Regions from separate parts of the Zea mays genome. Here regions 1 and 3 are each linked to region 2. A link is a contact called in public Hi-C data. All regions are on one chromosome and are shown on one strand. The core of a region is the stretch at or near the end of the contact, and the rest is flanking DNA. Distances in the headings are between cores, read along the strand shown.

Evidence for each region. Hi-C and Micro-C count contacts between places; a contact is called where the count stands out from the background.
Region 1: a Hi-C map of ear shows a contact between it and region 2, with 2.6 times the contacts expected there. The contact joins the promoter of LOC103634599 here to the promoter of LOC100193409 in region 2. A contact is called at or near these places in 3 of 25 Hi-C or Micro-C datasets (ear, leaf mesophyll and tassel).
Region 3: a contact with region 2 is called in a Hi-C map of endosperm, with 2.0 times the contacts expected there. The contact joins the promoter of LOC100286365 here to the promoter of LOC100193409 in region 2. A contact is called at or near these places in 2 of 25 Hi-C or Micro-C datasets (ear and endosperm).

Annotation. Positions count from the first base shown.
Region 1 is chr2:192,519,677-192,524,027 of Zm-B73-REFERENCE-NAM-5.0, forward strand. It overlaps LOC103634599, which reads left to right and starts at 2,621. Exons shown (of 6, transcript XM_020548511.3): 1 at 2,621-3,096; 2 at 4,016-4,106; 3 at 4,264-4,351. The coding sequence starts at 2,818.
Region 2 is chr2:192,063,413-192,067,590 of Zm-B73-REFERENCE-NAM-5.0, forward strand. It overlaps LOC100193409, which reads left to right and starts at 1,443. Exons shown (of 6, transcript NM_001399092.1): 1 at 1,443-1,860; 2 at 2,723-3,176. The coding sequence starts at 1,510.
Region 3 is chr2:192,539,054-192,543,374 of Zm-B73-REFERENCE-NAM-5.0, forward strand. It overlaps LOC100286365 (threonine endopeptidase), which reads right to left and starts at 2,773. Exons shown (of 5, transcript NM_001159252.2): 1 at 2,618-2,773; 2 at 2,314-2,525. The coding sequence starts at 2,702.

The DNA of each region.
Region 1 (4,351 bases), core at 1,371-3,870, 460 kb after region 2:
CAGATTCAACCACTGATCCCCTACATCTCTCCCCCTTTAAGGTGCGTAAACTGATGCAGAGCTGTTTTGTATTTTTAAGTCCCTATATCCTATGGTGAATAATTACATTTATTAGAATTACTTGACACCACAGGAATTGCTTGTATATAGCGCCGTCATTTGCTGCTCTAAATTTGTAACTATGCAAAAAGACACCGCATGTTCACAACAGTTAACTTGATCAAAGCTCATTTGCTGCTCTAAACCTTTTGGATAGTTGTGGCTGGGTTATTGTGTCTATCTTTTGATAAAAGTTGTTATTATTCTTTTTAAATTTTTGCAGTGTTGGTGTCTGTTGTATTGACCTTTATCATTCAAAATCTTAAGTGTATTGAAACACTGTGTTGTTAAGATCATGTAAATTTTATATATACCTAATTTAGATCGAGAAGTCTCATGTTATGATATGTTGTTTGATTTACAGTATCATGTGTATAAATAGTTCATGTTTTTCACTTTGTTTAATTTGTGGTACCACATATATAATGATTTTATGTGTTTTCTGTGGCAACGCACGAGCATATACCTAGTAAATATTGAAGAATGGGGGCAACCTCTCGTTTAATCATGTGTGCGCTGGGATGGAGGCTACAGCCTATGTGTAGCACATTGAACTGAAGTGTCACAAAGTTGTGGTGGATTTATCTCCCCTTATGTTTCGGTTGTGTTTGGGATGGAGGCTCGCGGGTATAAAATCTTGCTTATACACGTACCCGTGCAGGTAATTTTACCCGATAAACTGTACCTGCTAAGAAGGTCTTAGATTCTAATATTCCGATCACTCAAAATGTCAAATAATTGCACAAAATTGAGTTCAACTTGAAATATAACAAACCATAGAATTACATAACTTGATACTTAAAGCCGAAGAAAGGTTTTGTTTTCACTACGATGAACTTTATTAGATAATAATATATGTATGATACGGGTATATTTTACCCACGGGGTATACGGGTATGGATAGTATCCACCCGTACCTGTAGTTCCGTACCTGTCTACCCAACGAGTAGAGGTTGTTGCCTATTAATATACCCGTGTATAGAAATCGTCACATACCTGCCTACATATCAGATAAAACCCGTCGGCTATTCGGGTACCCATTGCTATCTCTAGTTGTAGAGGTTAAAGAAGATTGGATGGGATAAACTTAAATAGAGAGGGATTTAATCCCTTCAATCTATCACTAACCGAAAGTTGTGATGAAGGCCTTGGTTTGGATTCCGGGCCATTTAGAGGAATACCGTTGTTGGCCCACAACGTGCGTCGACCTGTAGCCCGCGTCATAAACTCAGAATGGCCACCTCAGTTAGGTTGTTGAGTTAGGCCCATCTAAACTTCGTCACAACATCGACCCTTGAGCCATATGTGGTATGCCCGTGTCAAGCCAAATATCAGAGTTTTAACAGTTTCTATAAAAACGGCCCTAGGAACTATTTGAGAACTCTGTTTTTAAAACCACAATTTATTGTATATTATAATATAATTATAGTATTTTTAATATTAGTACAATCCAACACCTATTTGGAGACAAATATTTCAGTAGTAGTGTAAGTAGGGGTGGATATCGAGCTGGCTCGGCTCGACTCGTTATGTTAACGAGCTAAAGATCCAACTCGGCTCGACTCGTTTGCCGACTCGAGCTGGCTCTTTTAGCTCGCGAGCCAGCTCGATAATACCATGTCTGGTGTCTACGAACGGATATAAAAACATGTAGCAAAAGAAAAGAAGGAGGTCTATTTAGAAAAAAGAATAGAGTTTGCAACTTAAGGTTCCACACTCAACAAAGAACAAGATTAACTATAGTAGAGTAGAAGATTTAACTATTTTGATCGGAGATTGTTGTGATTTGACTAATTACTCCAACTCATTTGGCTCGTGAGTCAGCTCGCAAGCCAGCTCGAGTTGGCTCGTTATCATAGCGAGTTGAAACACAAGCTCAACTCGTTACAAATAATAAACGAGTCGAGTCGAGCCACTATCGAGTCGAGTCGAGCGAGTTAACGAGCTACGAGTTTTTCGTCCAGCCCTAAGTGCAAGAGAATAGAAGACTATAGCTAGGCGCAAGCTAAAAACTTGGCCTGAAACAAAAAAAACCCCAAAAAATTATGGTATTAATAAAATCATGGTTTAAAATACAAAGTTTTTAGATATACTCACAAACGTCTTTTAAGCCCCGTTTATTTTATTGGAATTGAATTCCATTCTAATCATTATAATTTAGAAAAAATTAATTAAGTTAATATATTTGTCTATTTAATATATTTGCATATTATAATCATATGAGAGAGTTATATACTATAGAGAAACAAGTAGAAGAGTATGCTATAAATTATAAATTAGAAAAGTAGCATGTAAATCTATAGAATTGATTTTCATCTTTTACCTCATAAATTTGTGAGGCTTATATATACAATTTGGAAAGTTTTGGAATATTATATTCTAAAAAATAGCTTACTATATTAGTTAGATTCTAATTTCTCAAAATAAAGGGAAACAAACGTGCTCTTAATCTAAAATATCATAATATGATAAGATATCATTGTATTGTCTTGGGATTAAAAAGAAATATTGTGTTGCCTAAGAAAGCCTTAACCGACAGGCGATACCCACGGCACGGGCCCACTTGGCTGCTTTTTCAAGCTACACGCCAATCCAACGCTATTACGCAACGATTAGCCAAACAGATCAATCATCTTCTACTTCTTCGTATAGGCCGCGGGATCCCGAATCCCAATCCATAGTCGCCACCGTCGCCGGCTACAGGGTTCGGTCCCCGTGATGGAGCCCTCGTCAACCTCCTCCTCGCCGGCTGTGGAGCGCCGGTTGTCGCCGGAGGTAAGGAGGGTGCGGAAGCGGGAGCTGAAGGAGGCACTGGAGCAGGTCCAGCGGGCGGTTGAGATGCTGCGCGATGCCGACGCCGATCTCGGCGTCTCTCTCTCGGAGGAGACCACAGCAGCTCCGCCGGAGGGCGAGGACCGCGAGGCCGATGTCGGTGCCAATGGATATGGGGCGGAGACGTCGTCGGTTGCGAGTGACTCCGATTACGAGACGGCCCAGGTGAGCAGGAGGCGTCCTGATCCCTCACGAGTTCTTCTGGGCACGTTGAGGGTTCCGGGAACTAGGATTTGGATTTCCGAAGTATAAGTCGTTGCAACAGGCGTAACTGAATCGGTAAATTGCGTATAAGTCGTTGCAATAGGCGTAACTGAATTAGTAAATTGCGTAATTGAATTGATATCAGCTACAATTTATTTTTGGCCACTACAAATTGAAACTAAGTGCTTGATAAATACGTGAGGACCTAAGAGCCTGTTTGTTCAGACTAACTTATTTTAAACTAAATGAAATAAGTTAGATTATATAATCTCAAACAAACAACACCTAAGTTGGATTGGTAGTTTGAAATTACTTCAGTACTGTAATCACTGTTTCTGTGCTGTGGTGAGACTAAAAAGGTATCTGTCATTAGTAGCTTTCTGTGTAGAAAGTATTATGTGTATACTTCCATTACTGCCAGTATGATGCTGATTTATCATTTAGTTGACTTTGGTGACTACATTTGTTATCTGCTATGCCAGTGATGTCTTGCTTCGGATTAAAGCCGACTGTTTGGACTGCTGCAGCTGCAATCTATAGAGACAAAAACATTGTAGAAGTAGTAGAAACCGATACGGATTAAAGTCAAGCGGACAGTGCTGGGTGCCAAAATAGTGGTATAAAATCAGATATTCGAACGACTCCTGATTGTTGTAAATAGATCTTTCCAAGATGTTGTGAGAACAGTTTGTTGTTAGTTTAGGCCAAGTCATGTCTGCAGTATGCCAGTATCCCTAATATGTATTTCCAGCTTCCTATCTGGAATGTGGGCTGAGCAGTCTCATTGCCATGGTCCTTATGGAAATCTCTTTGGAGTGGCGAAGTAGATTACCGAATTTTCGCTGCCCTACAACTAAAACAACCTGCTTTTACCTAGCAGATGTGTGATCTTCTTAAATCTAAGGTTGGATCGCTCGAGTTCCTTCAAAAGCTCAATGGTATTCAGAAGTCAGTAGGTCAGAATGGTGCAGGTAAGCTGCCACTGGATTGAATACATTACTACTATAAAAAGTACACAGCAGATGGTAAAAATGACCCGATATGAACTCAGATATGTTCCTTTCGCTCTATTTTTTCTTGAAAATACTAACCACTGTACTTCGAAAACTTCTCTGTTCTTTGGCACAGTTGAACCTGATACATCATGGGATATAATAACGTCAGTGGATTTATGGGAAGATGGTGGCTCAGATGATGGATATGTACTGGTTAAGCA
Region 2 (4,178 bases), core at 193-2,692:
TCTCCCTATAAATAAACTGTCCGATACACGACCGTCACTTGAATTAGACCCAAAGAGCTCAAGGACACATACTCACCAGCGTGCTAATATGGCCGATCTCGTCAAGCCGTCGTGGGCGTGCATTGTGGTGGTCGTCGTCTTAATCCTCACGTCGTCGAGCGGCCCGGCGTCCGGCGAGGCGAGGAGGCTGCTGACGATGGCGGAAAATCACGCGATCAAGGGAGCAAGCGCCGGTGGTTGGCATCCCCCACCCCCAGTGCAAGGACTCACGGCGACGACCACCGACGGGCGGCCCACGGCTCCCGGACACAGCCCAGGGATCGGCAACAAGATCGCTGGCAACTCCCGTTTAATAATATACATCGCAACAGGGTGGGTCATCCTCTGCGCGAGTTCCTTCGTATTACGTTACAGAGTCCAGCAGAGATCGGCAAGACGGCAACAAGCTAAGATCTCCGGCAGTACCGTCGTTGACTACACGTCAAAGAGAAGCCTTTGTTTGCTTGGTGTACATATAGGTCGTAGCAGGTCATAGAACACTTTTCAAAAATTAAAGGTTCATGTTCATCTATATATTCAAGACTATAGACCTTAATCTTTAGTCCCGGTTATGTACTTTTGATTCCTACAAAATTTCTTTTAATTCCATAATAACACATTACAAATCTCGAGGAGAAATATGTATTGGACCTCCAATTTAGCTTAGACGCTCTTAAGTACACGATGGGCTTCTCATCTGTTTTTGGTGAAATATATGGTTGGAAAGAAACAACCGAATCTTTCAGGAACATCCGAGATCTACGGTCCAAGTTGCACAACTAGTGAAAGATCAAATTGAGAGTTTTTAGTGTATCTAAGATAGATCAGTGGATGGTAGCTTTTTTATTTTGATTTTGTTTTTTTTCTCTTCCCGTGTGTGTTTCGGTCTCGTGGATTATCTTATTTTTTCTAATCTAATATAATGAAGAGGCAAGTCTTTTGTCGCTTTCTTTAAAAAAAGATGGTGTCTAAGGAGGAGGACCCAGGGCTTCTTTGGTGTGTTTTCTATCTTCTTGGCTCTGAATATCAGACCTACAATGATGATGCATCTCCCAACAAAAACAGCGATAACTTACCATAGTTATTTTGAAACCCTTTCTGATGTATAGAAATAGATTTGTTTTGTTATGGTTATCATCTCGGCCGCTCCATGCCCATCCGCAGCACCCTAATCGATAGTCAGAAACGACTCTACGTGTAGCGTAGCCCGCAGGGGCCGGTTTCTGCAGGCCGACATCGGCGTGGATCCGGTCTAAAATTTCCAAACGACGGCCTGCCTGCCGGCCGTCCACGCGCTCCATCGGACGGCTCGCCGCTCACCCATATCCTCCGCCGCCGCCTGCTTTATTTAGCCTAGCTTCTGCCCGCGAGCCTCTTCTTCCCTCCCTCCACTCGCGTCCAAATTCTCTCCTCACCACACCACCTCTCCCTCCGACGCACGGGTGCATCGCAGTGCTAGATAGAGTGACCATGCAGGCGGCGGCGGTGACGGTGAATGGCGCGGGCGACGTGCAGAAGCCCCAGCAGCAGCCGATGGTGGTGGGGGCGCCGCCGCCGGCGGCCATGGTGCCGCCCCATTGGGTTGCCATACCGATGCCGCCGCACCCGATGGCGCCGCCCCAGTTCGCGGCGGCTCAATTCGTGCCGTTCCACGCCGTCGTGCAGTCGCCGCAGCTGGCGGCACCTGTGCCAGCGGTCGTCCTGGGATCGCCGGCGCCGCATCAGGCCGGGCAGGAGGAGAACAAGACCATCTGGGTTGGTGATCTCCATTTCTGGATGGACGAGAATTATCTGCACAACTGCTTCGGCTACACCGGCGAGGTGAGCACGGATGCGCCTCAGCCCAGATCTTGGCCACGGCCGTGCTATTCTCGAGTCAGCCCCAGAAAAAAAAAATATTATAGCAAAACAAATGTCGACGTGACAAATCCGTGTTGTTTTCTCGCTGAGTTCAGCCTCCGTTTCTCGGGCTGCGCGCAGGAGAGAGAGAGAGAGTAAAGGGTTTCAGGAGTGACTGCAGTTGCTGATAGTCAGGGTCATTCCGTCACTGTGCTGAAAAGGGAAACGGATTTGGCAACCGTTAGCTAAACGGCAGGCATGGACCTGCGAGCTGAAACTGGAAGCCTGCAGTTGCCCAGATTGCCTGAGTTGATGCATGTACTGGCAACCCCATGACGTGCCATTGCTGCACCTGTTGCAGTCCTGATTGGCAGATTTTCTTTTATCATGTGTTTTGGTTCTTAACACCATGTTTCTTAGGGTACTTTGCTCTTTTCGTGATGAAAACATCCTTAAATGATATGCCTTATTTATTTGGATACCAAACAATAACAGGCTAACAGCTACAGAATGTCAGAATCAATTATTTCTTTCATGAACTCTCTTGCATTTAGTAGACTGAAGGGATAAAAAGGAAAGTAATGGCAACCTTTTGGAAGAAAATATAGACACTTGAAAGTCATGCAGAAACATTTGGTGAAGCACGGTAACTTTGGGTGTAAGCCGATGGTAATAAAGCTCAAAATAAACAATTTTTTTTTGCAAGCCCTGGATTACTCTGTCATTTCGATAGATACCTCATGTGTTTAACTGAAACCTATCTTGTGATGCAGTTCTGCATTCTTCTCTTTATTTAGATACCTAGAGTCCAAACTTGCACTAAATACGCCGTGATATGCTGTAGGTTGTGGCAATTAAAGTTATCCGGAATAAGCAGACCGGACAGTCTGAAGGATACGGATTTGTTGAGTTCTACAGCCATGCTGCAGCTGAAAGGGTTCTTGAAGGGTTTTCTGGTCATATTATGCCAAACACTGACCAGCCCTTTAGGTTAAACTGGGCATCGTTTAGCATGGGAGATAGGCGCTCGGATGTTGCTTCGGATCATTCCATATTCGTAGGCGACCTTGCTTCCGATGTCAATGACGCCACACTGCTGGAGGTTTTCTCCAGCAGGTACTCCTCTGTCAAAGGTGCCAAAGTCGTTATCGATGCTAACACTGGTAGATCCAAGGGTTATGGCTTCGTGAGATTTGGAGATGACAGTGAGAAGACGCATGCCATGACTGAGATGAATGGTGTGTATTGCTCCTCTAGGCCCATGAGGATTGGCCCGGCAACTCCAAGAAAATCATCAGGTTCAGTTCAAAGTATCCATTTATTATATCTACTAGCTTTCACAAATCCTTGTCTTTGTTCTATACAACTTTATGCTGCTAGGTTTCTTTGATTTTTATATAATCCGTTGTAAAATTAAAACTAAACAGAGCATAAGTGATTTAATTATTTATTGATTGTTTCAGTGGTCATTTGGAGAGCATTCTGATCCTCTGTCACATTTTATATGATGAAAATTGCATCTAACTGTTGAATCCAATTGAATGGGTGTTTCTTGATTTTCTCGCTTCATTTTAAATGTTGGTGTTCCATTAGGGGCTGTTCGGTTGCTCAGGAACGGTGGCCTGGAACTATTCCTGCCTGGATTGTTTACCTATTTTATATAAGATTTCATCAGCTGGAATAATTCTAGGTTCAATCCTGGACAATCGAACAGGCCCTTAGGGAGTAGGGATCATATTTATGGATGCTTATTGGTATTAGGCAATATCTGAATGTAGCTCCTGCATTATATTATCGTGCCAGATTCTAGTGACCTGAGCATTCATGGGAAGTGGAAAATACCTTTTGATATTAGTCTGCCCTTCAGCACCTCCTTAGCCTTTTATATTTCAAAGCTCTCTTATATTTTGACTTGTTTTCATTTTGTTTGATCAATGATTAGTCTTTCATGTTTCAACTGCTTAACTGTAGCTGTCTGTTTTCCTTCTTATTAGGTATAATATGGCCTCCTTCCTATACTTTAAAAGCAACATTTGCCAGTAAAAAAAAGGAAAAGAAACATCATTTGCCAACAAAGAAACTCAAATGCTATTTGCCCGCTAAGCACCACATTCTAGCTACGACTACTGTTGAAATGTATAAGTGGATTGTTTATCTTCTCCCATCAGCTTAAGCTTTTGGGTTGAACTAGTTAGTGTGTCCACTCTAATATTGGTATCAAAGTCATAGGTCTCGAGTTCGAATCCTGGCAGAGTTTTTATTTGTGCTCCCACCAATTTATTTCCACGTTTGCGTCTTTC
Region 3 (4,321 bases), core at 1,523-4,022, 480 kb after region 2:
GGGTGCTGTTGGGGATTGATTTGTGAGGAGATAAACTCTTTTGATCACTGTGTACGCCAAGTCGGTGCAGTTCTTGGTTGTGATCCGAGTTGATCCCGTTTTGAGTTCGGTTAAGAAAACCCCAATTATGATCGTATTTTCAAATCTACGATTGATTTACAAATCGATTGAGTTCAAAATTTTTGGAGACCTCGGAAACACATTTGCCACGAGAGGACAACACTGTCCATCAGACACCATGATGGAGACGATAGGGCGACAAGGTCGGCGAGGACGTACCGCCGAAGCGTGAGAAAGACCTGCCCCCACCAACGAGGGTAGTGGGAGGACGCCGATTCCAACACAATGGACACAAGGGACCAGATGTTGTGCAACTCGGCGGCCTGAGCGTGGAGAGCGACGATGTGGTCGGCGTCGAGTCCATAGACGGCCTCGGGTGTTGGCGGAGGTGTCTCGTGGACGACCGCAGGTAGGGGTGGATATCGAGCCAGCTCGGCTCGCCTCGACCGAGCTCGAGCTGGCTCGTTAAGATAACGAGTTGGCTCGGCTCGACTCGTTAAACATAGTTCATCACTTATTAATTCATCCAATACAAATATAGGCTTTGTTTGGCTGATAAATGCTAGCTCATTCGAGCAAACGAGCTGGCTCAAGCTCGTGTCGAGCTAGCTCGTTAACGAACCAAGCTGAGATGTTAGCTCAACTCGTGACAAAATTGAAACGAGTCGAGTCGAGCCGAACTGACCATGAGTCGAGCGAGCTCACAAGCCACGAGTATTTTGTCCTACTCTAACCGCAGGATGGCCGAGGATGAGTCGCTGCGCAGTGGCCATCTGGGCGGTCAGAGCAGCGCCCATGGCACGCTCGTGCTCTAGGGCGAGGGACGTGGCGCGTTGACGCTCCTGTGAGGCAGCCACGGCGGCCTGGATGGTGGCGATGGCGGCGACTAGCAAGGAGTCAGCGGCAAGCGCCGTGGAGAACGTGACGGTGTCAAGCCCGGCGGGTGCAGCGAGGGCGGGAAATCCCGGCGGGGAGCCTCGGCGCCGGTGCTACATCGTGACAACCGGAGGAGGGGCGTCAGGGAGGGGCCCGAGGCCGGTGATGTAGGGGGGGCCGCCAACAACGAGCTCGTTGCGGGGGCCGTGGGGAAGGGGAGGGCCAGCGGTCAGGCGGGCCGCAACGAGGGAGGCAACCAGGGCAGCGGCGTCCGTGGCCTGGGAGGTGTCCAGGCCGGCGGCGAGCGCGCACAGAGGCGCGGAGGTGGTGGTCGCGCCAGGGCCGGGTGGTGCGGCGGCCAGGTTGGCGGCTAGAGCCGCGGCAGCGGCGCCTGGGCTGTCCGCACCGGTGGGAGATGCGGGGAGGGCCGCCATGGGGAGGAGGCAGCTAGGGCAGAGGGGTCCGGCGGCCGCTAGAGCTGAGGGAGCCAGCGGCGGCTGGGGAGGGGGTGGCGGCTATAGGGGCAGCTGTCGGCTGGGTGGGAGAGAGAGAAGTGGGGGAAAAAGAATTAACCTAGCTCTATACCATGTGGGAAACTCTAACCCTACTGAGTTGGGAGTGCGCACACACACACACACACACATATATATAAGTTGGATAAGTGGGCCAAGCCCATTACACTGAGGGTATGCAAGTAATTACACAGGGACTAGTCTAGCCACGAAACCCTAACAGTACTCTAGCATTAAACAGTAAGGGAACAGTCCACCATGCCACTCATTAAACATCCAGGCTAGCTCCTGACTAGCTTAATTTTTGGCTGCGCCAGCTGCTGATTGGTCTTGTGGGGTTGAGCTTGTTGGATTTTCCAAAGTCATTATATTTTGGGACAAAATTTGAACACTATAAATTCTAATGTTTTCGACAATGGGAGTAATATTTATAGAGCAAAACAGAACAAAAAATAGCTTTATCAAGAAAACATCGTCCATTCTATAAAAACATCGTCATTAATAAAAAAAAAACTCCTATATGGCTACATCTTAGTGCCAACCTTCTTTGGTCTTTGCCAAAATAAACACACCCAATAAATTTATCCGCCTGATGTAATAAATGGTCAAAGTGATAGGTGGCTTGTGTGCTCTCTTGTTTGCAGAACAAATCAGCTGTAGGTTTGCAATCATTTGAATACTGACGCGATATCTACAAACCTTGTTCTCTGAACCAAGGTACTGAATGAAGAGAGCAGGTTTCCTCTTGTTTCAGTAACAAAATGTCGAGCACACAAAAGTACAAAACATTTTCACCTCAATCCAGCACACACATTTTGAAACGGCAACACGACAAGTTTAAAAGCAATCGGATGCGCGCGCTCACCTCGACGCCGATCTGGTTGAGCACACCCCACGAAGCCGGCTCGCCCTGCACCTCCTTCTCCTCCTCCACGCTACTCGCCTCCCTCCCAAAACCATCCCGCCCATCCCGCTTCTCAGGCGCCTGCGCATCGAGCTTCTCCGACAGAAGGGCCCCGAAGTCATCGGAGTCCTTCGCCCGAACGGCGAGCGAGGACCCGCCGCGGCCGCCTAGACCTTGGGGTGCAAAACCGAAACTAGGGTTTTAGCTCTGTGTCGCGGCATTTCGAGCGGGACCCGAACAGTGGGAGCGGGGCGGCGAAACGTACCTTGCTTGAGCTGCTTCGGTTGGGAGGTCGGCGATGGTCGCGGAGGGAGGACGCGCACGAGCGCGGCGCGGGCGGCAAAGGCCATCGCTGCAAGCGTATGTCAACTTTTTCCCCCCTTGTTCTGCTTTGCTCGGGGGACGCAGGGAGGCAGAGGAGGTGGCAGCTGGGGAGGTTTTGGGGAGCTGGCGGCGCCGCTTCGTCGCGCTGCCTTGCTTTTCCACACTCGCTTCGTTGTATACTGCAGCGCCGCGTGTGCCTGAACGTTTCGACCATCGACCGTGGAGAGGCGACTGTTTTGTCTGTGCGTCCGCGTGGCGTGCGGTGTGGTATGCAGTATGCTTTACTCTTGGGCCGTCCGAGTCTAGACTCAAGAGTCTCCAGTCTGCTAACGACGAGTTTGGGCCTCCAACAGGCGCCCCTCTCTACCTGACACCAAAGATGTTGGTGGAGAATGCACTTGCAGGCCCACATAAACAGAAGAAAAAAGTTACCAAGAAATTAATTTGCGAATTTTAATCTTTGTTTATGGGACTTCATATGGTGGATGTCAGAGGTTGTAAAGCAGTGAGTTTGCATCCGGGATATAGAGAAAAAATTCTGCCCTTGGCCCCGGGAAGGCAGACGGTCCTTTGAGCTGGTTTTTGCCCGTTACCGATGAGAGACATTTTTAGGGTTAAACGGTTTAGTAAACCCATATCCGTCAAGAATAAGTTCTTTGCTTTGAAACAAAAAAAAAGGTGTACGATAGTTATTGAATTCATTAGCACATGACTGGTTGTTGTAATGCTTTAGTCTTGATGTGCTAATCAATTGAAAATAAAATAATAATTTAAGAAACTAAACAATTACAAAGTTAAGTTCAAAATATAAGCAATTAACTCTAAATCAAGAAGGAGAATGTTGGTTGATCCGACTCAATCAGATGACCGAGTTGAACACCGTGCTCGTGCCCTGACCGAAAACGCAACAACTTATTGGTTGCACTCCCTTTCAAATCTCTACTAATCCTTAAGGGTGGACGGAGGGCGTCCACCACCGCACCGTGCCCCCGCCTGCGATTTTTGCCCCCGCGCGCGTCTTCTCCCGTCCGCGAATCACGCACCGCGCGCATCGCCCTCGCCGCCGGAGGATCACGCCCGCGCCAGGCACCCCCGCCCCCCCTCCCCCGGCGCTCCGTGATGCCCTCACCCTGCAACGCGCGCCCTGCCCCCGCAACGCCCGTGCCCCCGCCCGCGTTCCTCACCCACGCGCGTCGCCCTCGCCGCCGATTATTCCTCGCCTCGATTGCATCCCGCGGCATCCATCTCCACCTCACCGCGACAGATCCCCATTTCTCGCGCCCCCTCCCTCGCGCCTGCGACATCCATGCCGCCCTCGCCCTCCCGCTAATCTCGCCGTGGTGAAGGTGGAATCTCCGCGGCCCTCGCCCTCCCGCGCAGATCCCTCGCCTCGATTGCATCCCAGCGACATCCATCTCCACCTCATCGCGACATCCATGGCATGCCGTGCGTGGCCCCGTCTACGTCCCGCGCATCTCGCCGTGGTGAAGATGGAATCGCCGCGGCATCCATGCCGCCCTCGCCCTCCCCCTAATCTCGCCGCGGTGGAGGTGGAATCGCCGCGGCCCTCGCCCTCCCGCGCAGATCCCATCTCCCGCACCCCTCCCTCGTGCCTCGATTGCCACGCCGCGGCTTCCATCTCCAC